Regions from separate parts of the Mus musculus genome. Here region 1 is linked to region 2. Evidence: chromatin contacts called from public Hi-C data. All regions are on one chromosome and are shown on one strand. The core of a region is the stretch at or near the end of the contact, and the rest is flanking DNA. Distances in the headings are between cores, read along the strand shown.

What was found. A called contact is a pair of places that touch in the nucleus more often than the background predicts.
Region 1: a Hi-C map of the G1E-ER4 cell line shows a contact between it and region 2, with 4 times the contacts expected there. The contact joins two enhancer-like sites. A contact is called at or near these places in 1 of 39 promoter capture datasets (hippocampal neurons), 19 of 484 Hi-C or Micro-C datasets (the G1E-ER4 cell line, the HPC-7 cell line, the N1E-115 cell line and 15 more), 3 of 115 datasets of contacts at active chromatin or transcription factors (T-cell acute lymphoblastic leukemia, bone marrow-derived dendritic cells and memory CD8 T cells) and 3 of 9 other capture datasets (adipose tissue, embryonic stem cells and liver).

What each region holds. Positions count from the first base shown.
Region 1 is chr11:53,850,203-53,853,606 of GRCm38.p6, reverse strand. The region is part of intron 1 of Gm12216 (predicted gene 12216); the gene reads left to right. Among named protein-coding and RNA genes, the nearest start is that of Gm12216, 7.4 kb to the left of the region's middle. Within about 2 kb of position 1,571, at least 106 of the 459 cell types and tissues checked have an H3K27ac peak or open chromatin away from gene starts, as enhancers often do. A contact at or near this core is called in the G1E-ER4 cell line, Th2 cells and group 2 innate lymphoid cells, where this site is marked.
Region 2 is chr11:53,583,770-53,587,352 of GRCm38.p6, reverse strand. Kif3a (kinesin family member 3A) reads right to left here. Exons shown (of 18, transcript NM_008443.4): 7 at 3,341-3,538; 8 at 2,908-3,082; 9 at 423-518. Among named protein-coding and RNA genes, the nearest start is that of Kif3a, 18 kb to the right of the region's middle. Within about 2 kb of position 1,627, at least 6 of the 459 cell types and tissues checked have an H3K27ac peak or open chromatin away from gene starts, as enhancers often do. A contact at or near this core is called in the G1E-ER4 cell line, Th2 cells and group 2 innate lymphoid cells, where this site is marked.

The DNA of each region.
Region 1 (3,404 bases), core at 322-2,821, 270 kb before region 2:
GCTGGAGCCACAGCTCAGTCATTAAGAGTACATGCTATGCAATTATGAGCATTGCAGCTTAAATCTCAGCACCCACACCACATGCTAGGTGTCCCATGCCTACTTGAAACTTAGCTTTGAGGGCACTGGAGACAGAAGGATCCCTGAGCTTCGCAGCTCCAGTTTCAGGCAGATACTCTGCCTCAAAGGAATAGACAGAAAATGATAAAGGTGGGTCCCTAGTCCCCTCTTCTGGCCTCTGCGTGCACCCCATCACATGAACATGCAGAGATAGGCAAATCTAAAAATTAAAAAGTGTGATAGCAAGCCCCTCTAATCCCCCAGCTTGGGAGGCAGAAGCAGGAAGATCAAGATCATGCTTGGTTACTTGAGTTTGAAGCCAGCCTGAGAAACATGAGACCTTGTTTCAAGAACCAGTGTGATGGAGATATGGCTCAGGAGTTACGGCTCCTCTTCTAGAGGTTCAATTCCCAGCACCCATATGGTAGCAAACCACTGTCTGTAGCTCTAGTTCCAGGGGATCAGTGTCTTCCTTTGGCCTCCATGGGCACTGTATACATGTGCTATACAGACCTACATGTAGGCAAACATCCATACATACATGTAAAATTTAAAAACAAACAACAACAAAAACTTGAGAGTTTGAGGGATGGCTCAGTGGTTAAGAGCACTGGCTGTTCTTCAGAGGAGCCAGGCTCAATTCCCAGTACCCACATGGTGGCTCATGGTTCCATCACTCCTGTTCCAGGGGCTCTAGTGCTTTGTTTTCTGGCCTCCACCTGCACCAGGCATACACATACCATTTGCAAACAAACCATTTTTATATATTAACACACATACATACATAGACACACACACACACAGAGTGAACTTTCCCCTGCCCCTAAGTCTGCCAGATTTGCCATCTGCAGGCAGGCCTTGGTCTCTTTATGCTCTTAGAATCCAGTTAGGCCCCTGTGACCCTGCATGCAGCAAGGGGACTGGAGCAGGGGGCACATTGCAGGGAAGCAGCCTTCCTAATCATCTCCCAGTCTTTTCCGGGTACTAGAGCTGGCTCTTCACTGAAGCGAAGGCTGCTCTCTGACACACAGCCTCATCATCTCCCACTGCTGCTATCCAGGTCTTAGGACCTGAGTTCGATCGCACATAAGAGAGAGAAGCAAATTCCACAAATTGTCCTCTGTCATTTGCTCATGCACACACCACTCGGTGGCTTAAAATAACACAGTCATTATTTAAGGGTTCTGGAAGAGTCTGGCAGTATCGAATTCTTTCAGGAACCCCTAAGGAGGAACTGTGATTAATACATTCACCTGAATGCTCTCTCCTTCTCAAGACACTCACTCACATCTGCATCACCCCCTTGTCTGTGTGCAGGAGCATATGACAGTCTCAGGAATTCAGACATCCACATCATTGGAGAGATGATTGCCTTTCAACTCACTACCTAGCATAATCTTTTAAAAACACACATCTGAGCACATTATTCCTCTCTGCCCAGGACCCTGAGAGTTGCTGTGGTTCACAGAGGATACGACTGTTTGGCATCAAGTGCACTGAAAGGCTGGCCACGCCCCTTCTTAGCCGCCTGCTGCCTCCACACCGCTTCCTGTCTGTGACCTAACCTGTACACAGAGCATGCTCCCTACTGCAGGTCTCCACCCCACCCAAGATGTCCTCACTCTACAGAGAGTAGCAAATATTCCTGTGGTAACACTCTAGGCGGCAGGGACCACAGTTACTATGTAAAGACTCCATAGGAGCTAAGAGCCTGGCTAAAGCTTGCCTATGATTGTATCCCTAGCAGGTGCCCGACATGCAGTTGCAAGCAAAACCTGACATGGTCAGGGAGCTCTTGAAGACAAAGGAATATACACGAGATTTGTTTGTTGATCTCGTTTTCTACCGCCTATACTTTGCTCGTGCTCAGCATGTGTGTCTGTGAGTGTGCATGTGCACATGTGTATTATGGATGTGTGTGTGTGTGTGTGTGTGTGTGTGTGTGCATATACAAGGCATGGTGAATGTGTGAAGATCAAAGGACAAGTTCAGCCTATGGTCCTCACCTTCCACTTTGCTGGAAGCAGAGTCTGGGTTGGTTGCCTCTGTGCTGTGCCCTCCTGGCTAAGTGGCCTGTGAGCTTCTGGTGATTCTCCTGTCTCATCTCCTGCTTCCCCATAGGAGCGTTTGGAGTATAGATGCATGCACCACTGCACCTGGCTTTACATGAGTTCTGGGGAATCGAACTCAGGTCTTGATGCTTGCTTGTTTGCTTGCTTGCTTGCTTGCTTGCTTGCTTGCTTGCTTGCTCCTGTGCAGGTACTTACCCACTGAGCCATTGTGTAGCTCCTGCTCCGCATTTACCATCTTTCCTGTGTTACCTCTAGTAGTAGAGTGGAAGCCCTGAGAGGAGAAATTTATCTTGTGTGTATGCATCTCTCACCCCAAATACCAGGGCGGTGCTGTATTCGTGAAGATGTGGGAACAGCCTCCAGGGTACTCAGCATCTCCAGGTTTCCATTTCTCACCAACCTCTTTGAAATCAGCTGATATCCCCATTCTTCATTTTAATCACCCAGCCTAATTTTGACATTAGGCTGACTGGTGGAGACCTTTTAAAAAACATTCACCTGTTGCTCTGAGGATTCAATAAATGAATAAAAGCCAAGCATGTGGTCTACAGCTGCGTGTGGGTTAGCTGCTGTCATTAAGAAATGTCTGTGGGTTGGTGTGTTAATCTTAGCTCTTGGAGGGCTAAGGCAGGTAGATCTCTGAGTTGGAGGCCAGCCTGGTCTATACAGTGAGTTCTGTGATAGCCAGGCTATGTAGAAAGACTTATCTTGGGGTTAGGGGGAGAAAAATAAAAGAAAGAAAAATTGGATGGGACTGGCAAGCTTGCTCAGTGGGGTAAAGGCACTTCTCTTCTACCCTGATAATCTGAGTTCAATCCCCAAGACCCACAGAGTAGAAGGAAAGACCAAATTCCTGAAAGTTGTCCTCTGACTTCCACACACACGCTGTAGAGCATACATGCCAACACACACACTCCCCTCCCAAGTCGACGAATACATACATGTAATATTTTTTTAATGTTTATACTTGCCAGATGTTGCGGCACTTACCCCCAGTCTCAGCACTTCGTAGGATGAGGCAGGGGGATCACAGGTTTCAGGCCAGCTTTGATATCAAGGTCTAAAAAATAAAATTTAAACAGCAGCTAGGTGTGGTGGCCTGTGCCTTTTAATCTCTGGAGGCAGAGACATCCAGATCTCTGTGGGTTTGAGGCCAGCCTGGTCCACAAAGCAAGTTCCAGGCCAACCAGCGCTACACAGCCCAGTCTCAAAATAAAAATAAAATAAAATAAAATAAAATAAAATAAAATAAAATAAAATAGAAAGGGCAGG
Region 2 (3,583 bases), core at 378-2,877:
TCAGCACCACAGGCTTACAGGGTAAGAATGACCCACGGTTCACAAAGAAAGGAACTCGAGGAAAACCTGTAGTCCTCATTCAAATTTAGCTCTGGGCACATGGCTTTTAACAACTAACATCCCTTGAAAAGAAATCCCACATTGTCCTAATCTCAAAAGCAAATAGGTAACTAACAAAGATGTAAAACTGCCCAATGCTGTGTCTACTACCGCAGAGTTTTACAACTTAAAATTTTACAAGCGATGATATGGCATCCTAGGTGGCAAGATAAACAACAAGTTTACAAGGTTAACTGCATGTAGCATGCACTCCCTGTTGGAACCACTACCTTAATTAAAAACAGCAAATAAAAAGTGGCCACTGCATCATCAGGGGGCAGCTCTAGCCAGTTCCAACTGGTTAGAGCATGAGCAAAACTTACCCCTTCTCTTTTTCTTTTTTTCTCCATCTTCTCCAAGTTCACCCTCCTCGTCATCCTCCTCTGACCCACTGATGTCAGAGCCTGACACTTCTTCCCCTTGGAGAGAAATTTAACAATGACTTTTAGTCTGTTACCATGCCATTATTGGCTATTTAGAAAACACCTTTATCTGTTCTCTTCATTAAGTTTTTGTTGCACCAAATGCAAACTGAAAATCCATTTAAATGTTCTGGATAGTGTATCCGATGTTTAAAAGGGCAGGTGGAGACTGCAGGATTCCTGGAGTTTGCTAACAAGCTAGCAATTCACTTGGTGAAGTCCAGGCCAGTGAGAGATCCCGTCTTCCCCTGGTCCCAAAAGGAACACCACCTGCACTGTCCTCTTGTCTCTAAGCCTGTGCACATGTACAGATCACATGCAACCACACACACTATGTACATGGACATTTTATTTTGAGACAGGATCTCACTATGTCCTGTCTGGCCTGGGACTCACAGCACTCTGCCTGCATCTGTCTCCTGAGTGCTGGGATTAAAGGTGTGTACCTTCATGCCTACCTAAAAATTTTATTTTTACAGAATAAAAATCTGATCCATTGTGAGCATAGCTTTAAGCACATACAAGGATCATGAACTAGCATTTGCTTTTTACAATTGTGATCTGAAGAGCTAGAGAGATGGCCCAGTGGGTAAGAGCACTGGCTGCTCTTCCAGAGGTCCTGAGTTTAATTCCCAGCAACCACATGGTGGCTCACAACCATCTGTAATGAGATCTGATGCCCTCTTCTGGTGTGTCTGAAGACAGCAACAGCGTACTCACATACATATAAAATAAGTAAATAGACTTAAAAAAACACACTTTTTTAAAAATTTAAAAAATGAAATTGTGATCATTTTGGGGAGCATTTTCTCCTGTTTTCTGCTGAAGATTTCTACCTTTGTTTTGAATTTTATGTACATGGGTGCTTACATGGCTGTAAGCCACTGTGTAGGGACTAAAAATAGAAAGCAGGTCCTGTAGGAGAGCGGCCGCTGAGCCTTCTCTCCAGCCCTGACATTTATGTTTTTAAAGAGTCGCAAGTCTTTGGGAGCTACTGAGTGAGACTCTATATCAAAAAGATCAAGAGAACGAACAGTCATAAGCTGCCATTTCACACAGGGCCTCACTGGAGGAAAACAGGCAAAGTCTGAGTAGCGCGCAGGTTGGTGAGTGGTTCTGACTCAGCATTTTCTGGGCTCAATAACAAGACTCTGATGTGAGTGATGCCACACATGGGCAGATGGAAACCATCTGTACTATATGAACTTTGACATGCCTCAAATAATTTTAAAATACATTTATAAAATTATTATTTTAATGCTTTTGCCTACATTTTATTGTTTATGATCATTCTATTAACTAGATCATAAAAACAAGAGCACGGGGTCAGAAGGACACAATAAAGTGAAGCCTGTCACAAACAACATGACTGTCGGTCGCATGACTGCCTCTGGGCACATACATGCACGGCACCATCTGCACAGACTTGACTCTGTGTGTATCCAATGTGCAGTCACACCATTCACACGAACCAAGAGATGCAGCAACTCACACCGGAAAAGAGGACTAGAGACACAAAACCGTGTGGAGGCGGGATGAATCCTAGTGATCTAAGCTAGAGAGAAATTCTAACAAGGCCCCGCACAGACGAGCCCTGAGCCCTTACACTGTGAACAAGCCCAACACAGAAGCACAAACAATGCACAATTTTTTTCCTTTTGTGGGGTGCCTAGCAGAGTCAAATGTCAACTTTTATCATGTACATTTTATCTATAAAGATATGAAAAATAAGTGAATCATCAAAATAAAGGCATGTGCTCAGCACTAACTGGGGCGTGAAGTATCTCAGAAACAAACTGGCTATAAATGCCACCTAGTGGCCATTTACAGGTGGCCAGTTCCATTATCTGCAAGGCAGTTCTCTCTGCTTTTTCTCAGCATCTGGCTTTTCCCCAGACACATTCGCAGCAGGTTGGCCTCTCTGCATTTCCCCAAGACTCTAAAGGCTTGGTCTACAGGCCCTTCACACAGGGAGCTAATACCAGCCACAGCTCTTGTGGATGGTGTGGGAGTGTCCGGAAGTGACCAGGAAGCTCCTTACCACCATCACTTGAGACATCATCCTGGAAAACATTTTCTTAGAAAATACATATTCCTCGGAAATATTACTTTTAAATATCAATGTTAGGGGCCAACAAATGGCTCAGCAGGCAGTATATTTGCCATGCAAGCCTGACATCAACTTGAGACCTAGAATCAGAGTGCCAAGAGAGAACCGGCTCCCACAGGTATCCTCTGACCCAAATGCACTGTGGCCTGTGGGTGCTTGCACTCACACATGTCCAACACACAGAGCGATACCTTAAATATCAATGTCAGAGGCTACTGCTTGACAGGAAGCAAGTGCTGTGGTCCCCAGCTGACAGTGATCTCTGTGAGAAGTTACCTTCCTCAAGCTTTTTCTTCAGCTCTTCGATTTCTTTCTGAAACTGGCGGAGCAGAGCATCCTTTGGGTCCTCATTGATTCTCGCTTTGTTTTTAATGTTCTTGGCGCGGTTGGCATACCGCAAGGTGCTGATAGTTTCATCATAATTATAATCTGCTGGCCCAATATTTGCACACTGTTGAATTAGAAATGTAAATCAGTCTACAGTTCTAACACCGCCGTTACCAAACACACTTGAAGCACACATGCGAATAGGCCTTCTTGAAAATGGCGTCAGTCATAAAGGTGTGGAAATGATACAAGCGTGACACATTACTTACACAGTGTATTACACAGGAAGAGGGACTGGTCTGTGAGGTGCGACTCACGCCAGTGACGGGCATTAGTTAGGATCTTTGTCTGCCTCTGTGAACTAGCCGCCCTGCCATCTTACCATCATGGTTTTTGAGTTCCCTCCTAAGGAGTCCTGCAGGAGACGGGTCAGTTTGGAGTTCCGATACGGCACGTGAGTGCTTTTTCCATCCACCAAGGCAGAAATAACGTTGCCCAGGGTAGACAATGAAAGGTTGATTTTGGTAGCTTCCTTGAGGCGCTGTCCTGTGGCTCCAGTTTTTGCTTGTCTTTCTGACCCCTAACAATAAACAGATTAAAAAAAAAGGCGGGGGGCTAATTTTTT